3 separate regions of the Mus musculus genome follow, and all the other regions are linked to region 2. Evidence: chromatin contacts called from public HiChIP or PLAC-seq and promoter capture Hi-C data. All regions are on one chromosome and are shown on one strand. Each heading gives the region's core, a stretch centred on a gene start, on an enhancer-like site or on the middle of the called end of the contact. The rest is flanking DNA. Distances are from core to core; before and after follow the strand shown. Region 1 holds the start of Usp47 (ubiquitin specific peptidase 47). Region 2 holds the start of Mrvi1 (MRV integration site 1). Region 3 holds the start of Akip1 (A kinase (PRKA) interacting protein 1).

Region 1 (3,054 bases), core at 138-2,637, 1.0 Mb before region 2:
AAACCCTAAAAATCAACTTATTATCCATCTAAGGAAAGATGGGAAATTTTAACTATTCAGGTACAAAATAAAGTCACTTTGCATTGTGCCAGGGGTTGTCTGTGTAGCAACAAATTGCTACAATTAAAAAACAAACAAACAAAACCTAAACATTTAGGAATCCGAAATGATCGTGTATAAATATCAAGATCCTACCATCCTAATTTCAACTTAACACTTGGCATCTATTTAAGGTATATGAGATATAAAAGTCCAAAGCATTAAGCCTGACGACCAGCAGTTAAAAATACATGTTTGAATATGCTGAGGATATTTATAAAGCCAACGGACTATTAATATGTCGAAATCCACTGGCCAGTGCAGGATTCTACCTTTAATCTTCTACTACTGACTGTTCAAGGGAAGCCAAGAAGTCCGGGAGTCTTATGTCACTCGCTTTTAAGAATTTAAGTCACCCAAGTTGGCAACACCAGAAAAAGACCAAAATTACACACAAAAACAACGTTTCGTCTCTCCATATGGTGAAATTAACTCGGCTATCTCTTACCCTCCCGTTCAAGCCCCACTTAACTACTTTTTCAACGATCCTGGGTAGGCCCCATTTAGGCTGGCCGATAGTACTACGAAGTAACAGGAGGGGGAATGGAGGCTGGGGGGAGGGGGGTGGGGAGACCGACAACTCTTTAACAGTTAAGTCTGCCCTCCCACAGATCTCAACTTAGGTGTCGATTTCACAAGCCCCGTAAGCTATACGCTGTCAAACCCCAGAAGCAGCACCGTCACCCCGTCCTGCCCACGGGCAACTGTTCCAGAATGTTTTCTTTGAAACGATCTCTCTTAACTCTCTCGGCTCGACGTGTGTGAAGTCTGGACTTCAAAGGCCACTTTCTCTCCGCAATACTCCCCCCCACCCCCGGGAGCAGAACCCAACTCCTCGGGTCCAGTCTTTGATGCGTTAGCCCCTCGCAGCCGGAGCTCTCCCTCGGCTACGTGGCCCCGGGAACCAGCGGTCTCCAACTGCCCGCCGCGCCCACCGTCCACCCGGCCCCACGCCTGCCCGGCCCTAGCCTTGCCTCCCGCTCGGGGCCTGCACGACTTCGAGCGGACCGCAGGCTTCGGGCCTAGTCTGGCCCGCCGGCCCCTCACCTCCTTCGGGACCAGTTGGTTCTCCTCGCCGGGCACCATCGCTCAGACTCCGACCGCTCGTCTCCGCCCTGCCTGCGGGGGCCTGGTGGAGGTGGCGGCGGCTGTGTCTCAGGAGAGAACGGCAGCGACAGTCATCCTCCCAGCCGCCTGCGCTCCAGCAACTGAGGAGGCCTCCGCTCAGGCCTTAGACACCAGCGCGCAGACACCGACCCAGGGCGCCGCCGCCGTCGCCGCTGCTGCCGCCGCCGCTGCCGCCGCCGCCGCCGCCCCTCCCCCGGCCCGCGGCAATCAATGGAAAAATGGCGGCCGCCGCTCTCGCGAGAATTCAACGCAGTGGGCGCGCGGCCCGGCGTCTGGCGCCTGGGGTATGCAGGCGGCCGTCGTGAGCTCGGGATCTTCTCACCTCTTGCTCAGCCCCGGGGTACGCCGCGCTACGCTGGTTGAGAGCCGGTGTAGGCGCTTTTCACTACGGGGAAGCCGGTCCTCCCATCCTCCGGCTCCCTCTGTCGGCCGAGGGAGGGACGAGGCCCCTGCGTCACGAACGAGCTCCAGTTCAAAGCCCCCCTTTCAGCCCTGCAGTCCCCAGACTCTTTCCTGGTCTCCAGCGACCCCGCTGCAGCCCCACTTGAGGAACCTTTGGCCTCGAGCTGGTAAACAACGCGCCTTGTAGAGAAATCGCCTTTCTGGCTTTCGCCCTCAAGGCTCTGGTCCTCGTCTGTCATGTTTTCGTGGCCGCCCCACTCTCCTTAGGGACCTCGGTGCCCATCAGCTAGCCCCTGGAGCCCCTTAAAGAGGGGTCACTACACTTAGAGGTGCTCCCCTGCACCCTTCTGGGTGGCTTGCTGTCATCCTCCTACAGGGCCAAGTCTGAGGGAGCCTTTTGAGAGCAGAGCTGTGGTGCGCTTCAACCTGTGCTGTCCTTTTGAATATGTTTTTTTTTGTAATCTCCCCAGACGGTAAATACCATGTGTTTGACCAAACAAATCTCCTATTAGTCATTTTCCTTCACCGCACTCCTTCCATTATGAAGACCCAGTGAGACGTCTTTCATGAAGACTTTTGGCAAACTAGTCCTCTTACAGCCTGCTGAGTTAATTCCATTGTGCCATGTACCCAGCATCCACAGCGCCAACTCCTTTACCTATGCTATTGGTTCGCCAAACTTGTTACTATTGAACACCCCACACCCAAGAAAAGCTCTCTATACAGTTATGTAAGATTTATTAGAATTCTGCTATTTGTGGCACTGTAAAACATCTACAAATTCTAAAAATTATAGCAAAGACAGACATTTAAAATAAACGAGATTTTAAGTAGTAATGGTATAAAAAAATCCATTAACCCTACTGAAAATATTTAGTGAACGCACTCTGATTGACTAGGTTTCATTAGTTTTTTAAAAGCTAATTCTTTGTGAAACACTTATTAAAATATCTGATTCAGTGTTCAGGTTATTTCTGTACTTGGCTTTAATAGCTGTCATAAGCTGAAAAAGGTAACCCACAAAGATTTTGATCCTAATGGAAGAAGTGCATTTTCAACTACTATTACTAATACAATGCTCATTTTTATCTGTTTCAGCTTCCAGCCATACAAAGGGTTTTGTTGAAATTCAGCTACTAATTTTCCATCTTTCCTAATGTCAACTAGAATTTTTATGTTTTAACAGGTGGGCTGCAGTGGTGAAGGACTTTCCAAGCATACAGAGCGTTCCGAATTCAATCCCTACCTCCTTCTCCCAGAACAGTCAAATACCTTCTCCCAAAACAATCAACAAAATAAAAACAAAAATCCAAGTAGACTAAAAATTCTTTAAATACACTACTCAGATTTCTGAAAAGGCCAAAAAAGTCTGTCTTCATGTTTAAGCATACATATGATGAGTTTGGGAAGAGTGTTTAATTTTTT
Region 2 (2,908 bases), core at 236-2,735:
CCCCCAAGTAGCGGACATTTATACCATTCCTAATCCCTTGCTTTTATAAACAATGCTGCAGCGGGTAATCATGCTCATCTGTCATTTCCCTAGTGTGGGAGTTGTTTATAAAATAAATTCCTAGAAGTAGAACTGGGTCAAAGGGCACAAGCCTTATAACCTTGTCAGCCCTGATGTGTCCTCTTATAGAGTCTGCTCCACTTTGCACAGTCACCAAGTGATGTTTTATAAAATGCTTGTAATTGAAGTGAATTTTAAAAAGTCACTTGGTGACTGCCTTGCGAGTCTGGTGAAAGCTTCAGGCCACCACCAGGAGAAACACAGCCAAGTGCTGGCTCAGAGACTCACCGAGGCCGTACAGGACCCCTTCGGTTAGAGCCATGGTGGAGAGGGTGGTAGGTGGTAAAGAGGAAGGAGTTGTAGATGGAACCACCTCAGCTCATGTCTAGGCCCTGGCACTCAGGCTGCAGAGCATCTGAAGAGCAGATCTATTTCTTTGAGCCTCGATTTCCTTTTCAAAAGAAAGATGTAATGATTCTGTTTGAGAAGACACTTGTGAGATAGACACTTGCTTCCAGGCAAAGTATCAAGTGCACTGTTAGGAATAGAGTGGGTGTTTACTAAGAGGCTTACACACATACAAAAGTGTGCATACACTCACAAGCACGCAAAGCCTTAGGTTCAGTTTTAGCCTCTGGCTCCCAGGAGTTCTTGTAATACCCTTTAGAGCTCTCACACAGGACCAACAAGTGAATCTGCTGTGGAGTTCTCAGGTTTAGCCAGTAAAAATGCCCAGTTTCATTTAACTTCAAATGAGCAACATACAATCTTGTGGTACAATTATGTATTTGGGGGCATCCTTATATGGAAATAATAGCATTTCGTTTGAGATTTAAATTTGAGTATCTGGTTATCTGGCCACCCCTCCCAAGGGCTTCTCTGTTGCTGTCTCTAACTGCAGAAGGGGCTGTGGGGCCCCCATGTGGCTGTGTTAGGGTTGACAGTCTGTGATCCCAGGCTTGGACTATATTGAGGATGAAGACCAAGCGTGGCAGAAGAAAGGCAGCTTTCCCCACCGGAGTTGAGGTAACTCAGGGTTGGAAACTCTTCCGTGCCTTTCTAGTACCTATGAGACCCTAACCCACAGTGTCCTGATTTTTCATTGTTGTCCCACTTCAGAGATGAATAGACTGAGATTTGCTATGTTAAGGCTACAGGATGGTTAAGTGGAGGAGCTGGGGCTGACCCCTGGGGCTGCTGCCAGGCCTGGACTTAGTTAATCCCCCTCACCATGCCCCTGTTCTCTCTAGCAATCCCGAGGGTTTAAGATGGGAGCAGCCTCCGCCTCCAAATCCCTGGGACAGGAAACATTCCCAGCTTCTGCTGGCGGTGAGCCAGGATCTTATCTAGGCTCACATGCTTGCTGGACACTCAGGGGTGGGAGGCTGGTCTGCAGATGTCCCCTTCATACCCCTCTGGCACAGACAGAGTCCAGCATCTTCAACTGCTCCCCGCCCCAAGGCACTGCCATCGGCTATGGGGGTGCCCCTTGCAAAAGCCTGGGGATAGGGGCTACTATTCAGGCCCAACCTTCCTTGAACCCTAGGCTGGCTGGAAGGCTTCTCCTGCTTTCAACCCAGAGCCAGGCTGCAGGGGGCCCTGGTGGAACACTGGTTCCCAGTCCCAGCCCCTCATCCAGCCCCTCTCTGAGGAGGAGGCAGGCAGCTGGGGCTCTGCAGCCAGAGCTTTTCAGCTTGGAGCTCTGGAGCCAGATGTAACATTGACCTTAAATGGTAAAAGCTCCCCAGAGTGAAGAGAGGCTGGCCGGGAGGAAAGGGGAATAACTCAGTTTTAGGTAAGTCATCGCTATTGCCTAGAATAACCTGCCTCTTCAGCCCAAGGGAAGCAGAGAGGCGTCTTCTCCTCCTTAAAGGTACAGGGCGCTGGGATGGGGGCACTTAACTTTAAGTTGCATGGGAGGTGGCCTGGTTGGGTGATATTTTAGCCGAGTCTTTTTATTGTTGCTGTCTTAAGTTTTAAATAAGAAGTGAAACTCACGATCCTCACTAAATCCTGCCCCTTCTACTTGCTGTTGGAAAGCACGCACAGTTTGGGGTAAAGATGTGACTGCTCACTAAGCCCCTTACTCCTGGCTCTCCTGCAGGATCCTTTGTGACAGTAGAGAAATGCCCGGTGCTGTGCAAAGCAGACAGGCTGGCCTTTCTTCCCTGGGGCTTCCCGTGTCTCTCCTTTGTTCCCTCTCAAGTCTTGCGTGTGAACCCGTTTGTCCAGCCATCTTCACCATTGACTCTGTCCATTTCTATGCTTTATCTTCCTGACCTGTGCTCTGGTCACATCTCTCTTTTTGTATCTGTCCCCTGTCCCACCACATCATGTCCCCTTTCACAGATCTCTCTCTCTCTCTGTATATATATGTGTGTGTGTGTGTGTGTGTGTGTGTGTGTGTGTGTGTGTGTGTGAGTGTGTGTGTGTGTGCCTACATCCTAGCTTGCACCTCTCCAGAGGTCCTAGAGTGAGTGGCACTCGGGCCGACTTTCTCAAAGAGAGGGTAGCAGAGCGAGGCTCAGGAAAAGCCCAGCTGCTGGGCTGCTTCCTGCACAGTAAACAGTTGTAAAAGCTGGAGAGGCCTCATAGTCTGCATAAACAGCAGCATGGCCCCAGGACCCCTGGCTGGCGCTCCTGCCTCCACAAGTGACAGCTGCTGCTCTTTAACACTCTTCAGACAGCTCTCGGGTGGCATAGAAAGCAAGGCAGCCCTGAACTTGGCTGAGCTGTATTTTGCCCGGAGAGGGAGAAAGCTGCTAGCGCTGCCAGGCTAGAGCAGGAGTGAGGCAGGCCTTGGGAGGAAGAGTCTCTCTCACAACAAGAGGTGATACACACTAGCGGG
Region 3 (2,950 bases), core at 370-2,869, 1.3 Mb after region 2:
TCAAAGGAAAAAGGAAACACCCTCAAATCAAGTAACTGTGGGATTCAGCAAAGAAGCGCAATACTCCTTCACATGACTGAAAACTCAGAAGAGGCGGGAGAACATTTGTGCTTTGTTTATCCTCAACAGCTAGACTTAGGAAATGCGTCAATGTGCTTGCATTACCACCTGGCTTACGTAACTGATTATAATCTGCTCCCATGAAGGACTATAGGTCCTGGGAGAGATGACTGATTCTTCCCAAGTCCAGATCACACCAACTTACCCCACACTGACTTGAAGTATAGTCCATGAATTCAGCCATTGCTCCGAAGGAAGAGCTAAGGGTTGGGCACCTTTCTTCTCTCTGTTGTAATAAATGGCAAGTCATAGGTGAGACCTACAAATCCCCTACTGGAGAAGGACATCATTTGAGAAATAGCCCTTTTTCACTTTTAGGAAAGCTTCTGCAAGCTGAAACTGGTAAGAAGGATCTTGCTGAGAAAAAAAAAAAAAAATCCAACTCTGTAAACTAGATGTGCAATTTATCCAGGAACTAAAATAACTGGTTGGCTGGCTTTACTCACTATTGAGTAATGGGAAAGAACTGTTATTGTTGTTTATGATTTTTTGAGACAAGATCACATGTACACTAGGAAGACTTTGTACTTGATCCTTAGCCCCGACCTCCCAAGTTCTGGCACCACACTAAGAATTGTATTTATTTACTTTAGACAGGGTTTCACTAGGTAACACACGATGGCTTGAAACTTGCTATGTAGAACAGGCTAATCTCGAACTCAAGAGATCTGTCTGCTTCTGCCTCCTGGATGCTGAGATTAATGGTGTGCACCACCACACCCGGTAAGAAATTTTATGTTATAAGTAAGCAGAATACTACTATTCTTTTGTTATTCAAAAAGAATTGGGTCACACCGTGCTTGTACACAACCTCTTTAATACTAGTACCTAAATCGTAGGCAAGAGTTCAAGGCCAGCCTGGGCTATACGAGACCGTGTCAAAAGCAGTTTCCAAACAACGTTTCCACTTTTGCTCCAATGCGTTACATCTTCTGGACATGGGAGGCTTCCTCCCGCCCAGTGGCGGCGGAGAATGACTAGACAGTCCCCCAGCTCCCGGCCTCACCTCTCCTAGGAGGCGCTGGGAACCAGGGACCGACCATCTTTCCTGGTAGGGGCCCTGGCGGTAAAGGACCCCCACGTTGCCTCTGGATCGCTCTGGAGAATGCCAGTCCACTGCCCTCCTCTTGGCGCGCTCCAATACTTCCCTCCCCAGCCGAGCAGAGCGCTGGAGCGAGCGCCGGTCCACTCCGTTCAGCGCCGCGGCCGCCAGACAGTATTCCATGTCTCCCTGGACACATACACAGACAAGTCAACTAGGCCCGGATCCGGGCGGCAACTTCCCCGCGACCCCAACTCCCCCTTCGCCTGCATCGCGCAATCCAAGTGGGGAGGAACTAGCAGGCAGGACCCCTGCCCCTTGCACTTCCGCCTCTCAGACCCTGGGTACAGCCCCTCACCCGGCCTGCTTCTCCGGGCGCACGCGCATAGCGCTCACACGGACACGCCTTCCGTGTTCCCGCGGCCCTTCTTTCGCGCCAGTTGCCAAGCTAACTGCTGCGCGCCGTGGGCGGGGCCTGGCGATGGGCGGAGCCGGTGTGGGCGGGGCCGGGTCGAGGGGCACGTGGGCCCAGCCTTAATCAGCTTCAGACGCGAAGCGGGCGCTTGTTGTCGTTCGAGGACTTTCTTGCCGCGACAGGTCAGTGTGGATCCCGTGACTCGTTGCGCTAAAAACATTTGTGAGAGTAGGTGCATGCGGACCGTATTCAGGGGTCTCGCCACTCCAGAACCACTTTTGTGTGAGGAGGTGATGAGGCTAGCGGACCAACGCGACTGAGGAGGTAGTGCTGGGGAAAGGGCATTCTGTCAGAAGAACTCTCAAGGCTGGGGATGGAGGCCAGACGGAGGTCTTGGAACTGTGGGTGAGGGGACTGGTAAGACTCCAGGGGATGGCAGGTATTTCTTGGCAGGTTGGTAGAGGATGTAGTGGAGTGGTGAGTGGGGAATCCCGTCATTCCCTTCCTGCAGCTTCCTCATTCCTCCCTTGGAAGAACAGATTCACACAATTTTGTTGGAGGTTTATTTGTTTGTTTGTTTTTGACAGTCTCACTGTGCAAACCCTCACTATGTAGACCAGGCTGGCTTTCAGTCTCTTTGGTCCTGGGATCTGGACCTACCATTCAAGCATCAATCGTATCACTTTTTAAAGTAAGAAATGGATCAGATACCTTTCAGAACACCATGGGGCTATGGTGAAAGCCCTGGGTCTCAGCGGGAGTGACACCCCCTGGTGAGCAGCAGGGCGTGAATGGGGAGAAAGTTCCACTTTAAGGAACATTGCTCAGTGCGGGGTGGGTCCCTCACAGGACACAAAGGAATTCTCAGTCCTTAAGTAGTGTGAATAGAGAAACATTTGCCCACAAACCTAGCTACCTGAGATTCCTTGAAATCCATGCCAGAAGCCAGGATCTGTAGTGTGCATCTGTCAGCCCTACCCTGCAACAGTGACATAAGAGGTGAGGACAGGAAATTGGCTAGAACTCCTGGACTAGACACCTTGAATTATATAGTCTAGCAGTAGCAACAAGCAAGACCCTGCCTTACACATGGCAGAAGGTGAGAACGGACTCCCAAAAGTTGTCCTCAGACCTCCATACACTTTCTTTGGCACACATGTACTACATTCACACACATAAAAAATGAGTAAAAAGTAGTCTAGTTCTTATTGATGAATGATTCTCACTTCAACTTCAGGATCTAGGTAGCCTCTATTCTGATTGACATCCCCATAAATTTGCCTTTTTCTGGCGATTCATACAAATAAAATCATATGGTATGTGGCCCTTTGGACCGGTCTCTTTCATTTAGATTACTTTGAGGCTTGTCTGAG

What was found. HiChIP or PLAC-seq counts read pairs in DNA pulled down with a chosen protein or histone mark. Capture Hi-C pulls out chosen DNA fragments and counts their contacts.
Region 1: a contact with region 2 is called in an H3K27ac HiChIP or PLAC-seq map of embryonic stem cells, with 4 times the contacts expected there. The contact joins the promoter of Usp47 here to the promoter of Mrvi1 in region 2. A contact is called at or near these places in 2 of 39 promoter capture datasets (hippocampal neurons and liver) and 2 of 115 datasets of contacts at active chromatin or transcription factors (embryonic stem cells and extraembryonic endoderm stem cells).
Region 3: a contact with region 2 is called in a promoter capture Hi-C map of liver, with 3 times the contacts expected there. The contact joins the promoter of Akip1 here to the promoter of Mrvi1 in region 2. A contact is called at or near these places in 1 of 39 promoter capture datasets (pre-B cells) and 1 of 9 other capture datasets (liver).

Annotation. Positions count from the first base shown.
Region 1 is chr7:112,021,839-112,024,892 of GRCm38.p6, reverse strand. It overlaps Usp47 (ubiquitin specific peptidase 47), which reads right to left and starts at 1,387. Exons shown (of 29, transcript NM_001357952.1): 1 at 1,147-1,387. The coding sequence starts at 1,185. It also overlaps Gm3960.
Region 2 is chr7:110,981,038-110,983,945 of GRCm38.p6, reverse strand. Mrvi1 (MRV integration site 1) reads left to right here and starts at 1,485. Exons shown (of 21, transcript NM_194464.3): 1 at 1,485-1,933.
Region 3 is chr7:109,702,347-109,705,296 of GRCm38.p6, reverse strand. It overlaps Akip1 (A kinase (PRKA) interacting protein 1), which reads right to left and starts at 1,619. Exons shown (of 6, transcript NM_020616.2): 1 at 1,521-1,619; 2 at 1,127-1,351; 3 at 266-346. The coding sequence starts at 1,345. It also overlaps a transcript of Denn2b not described here.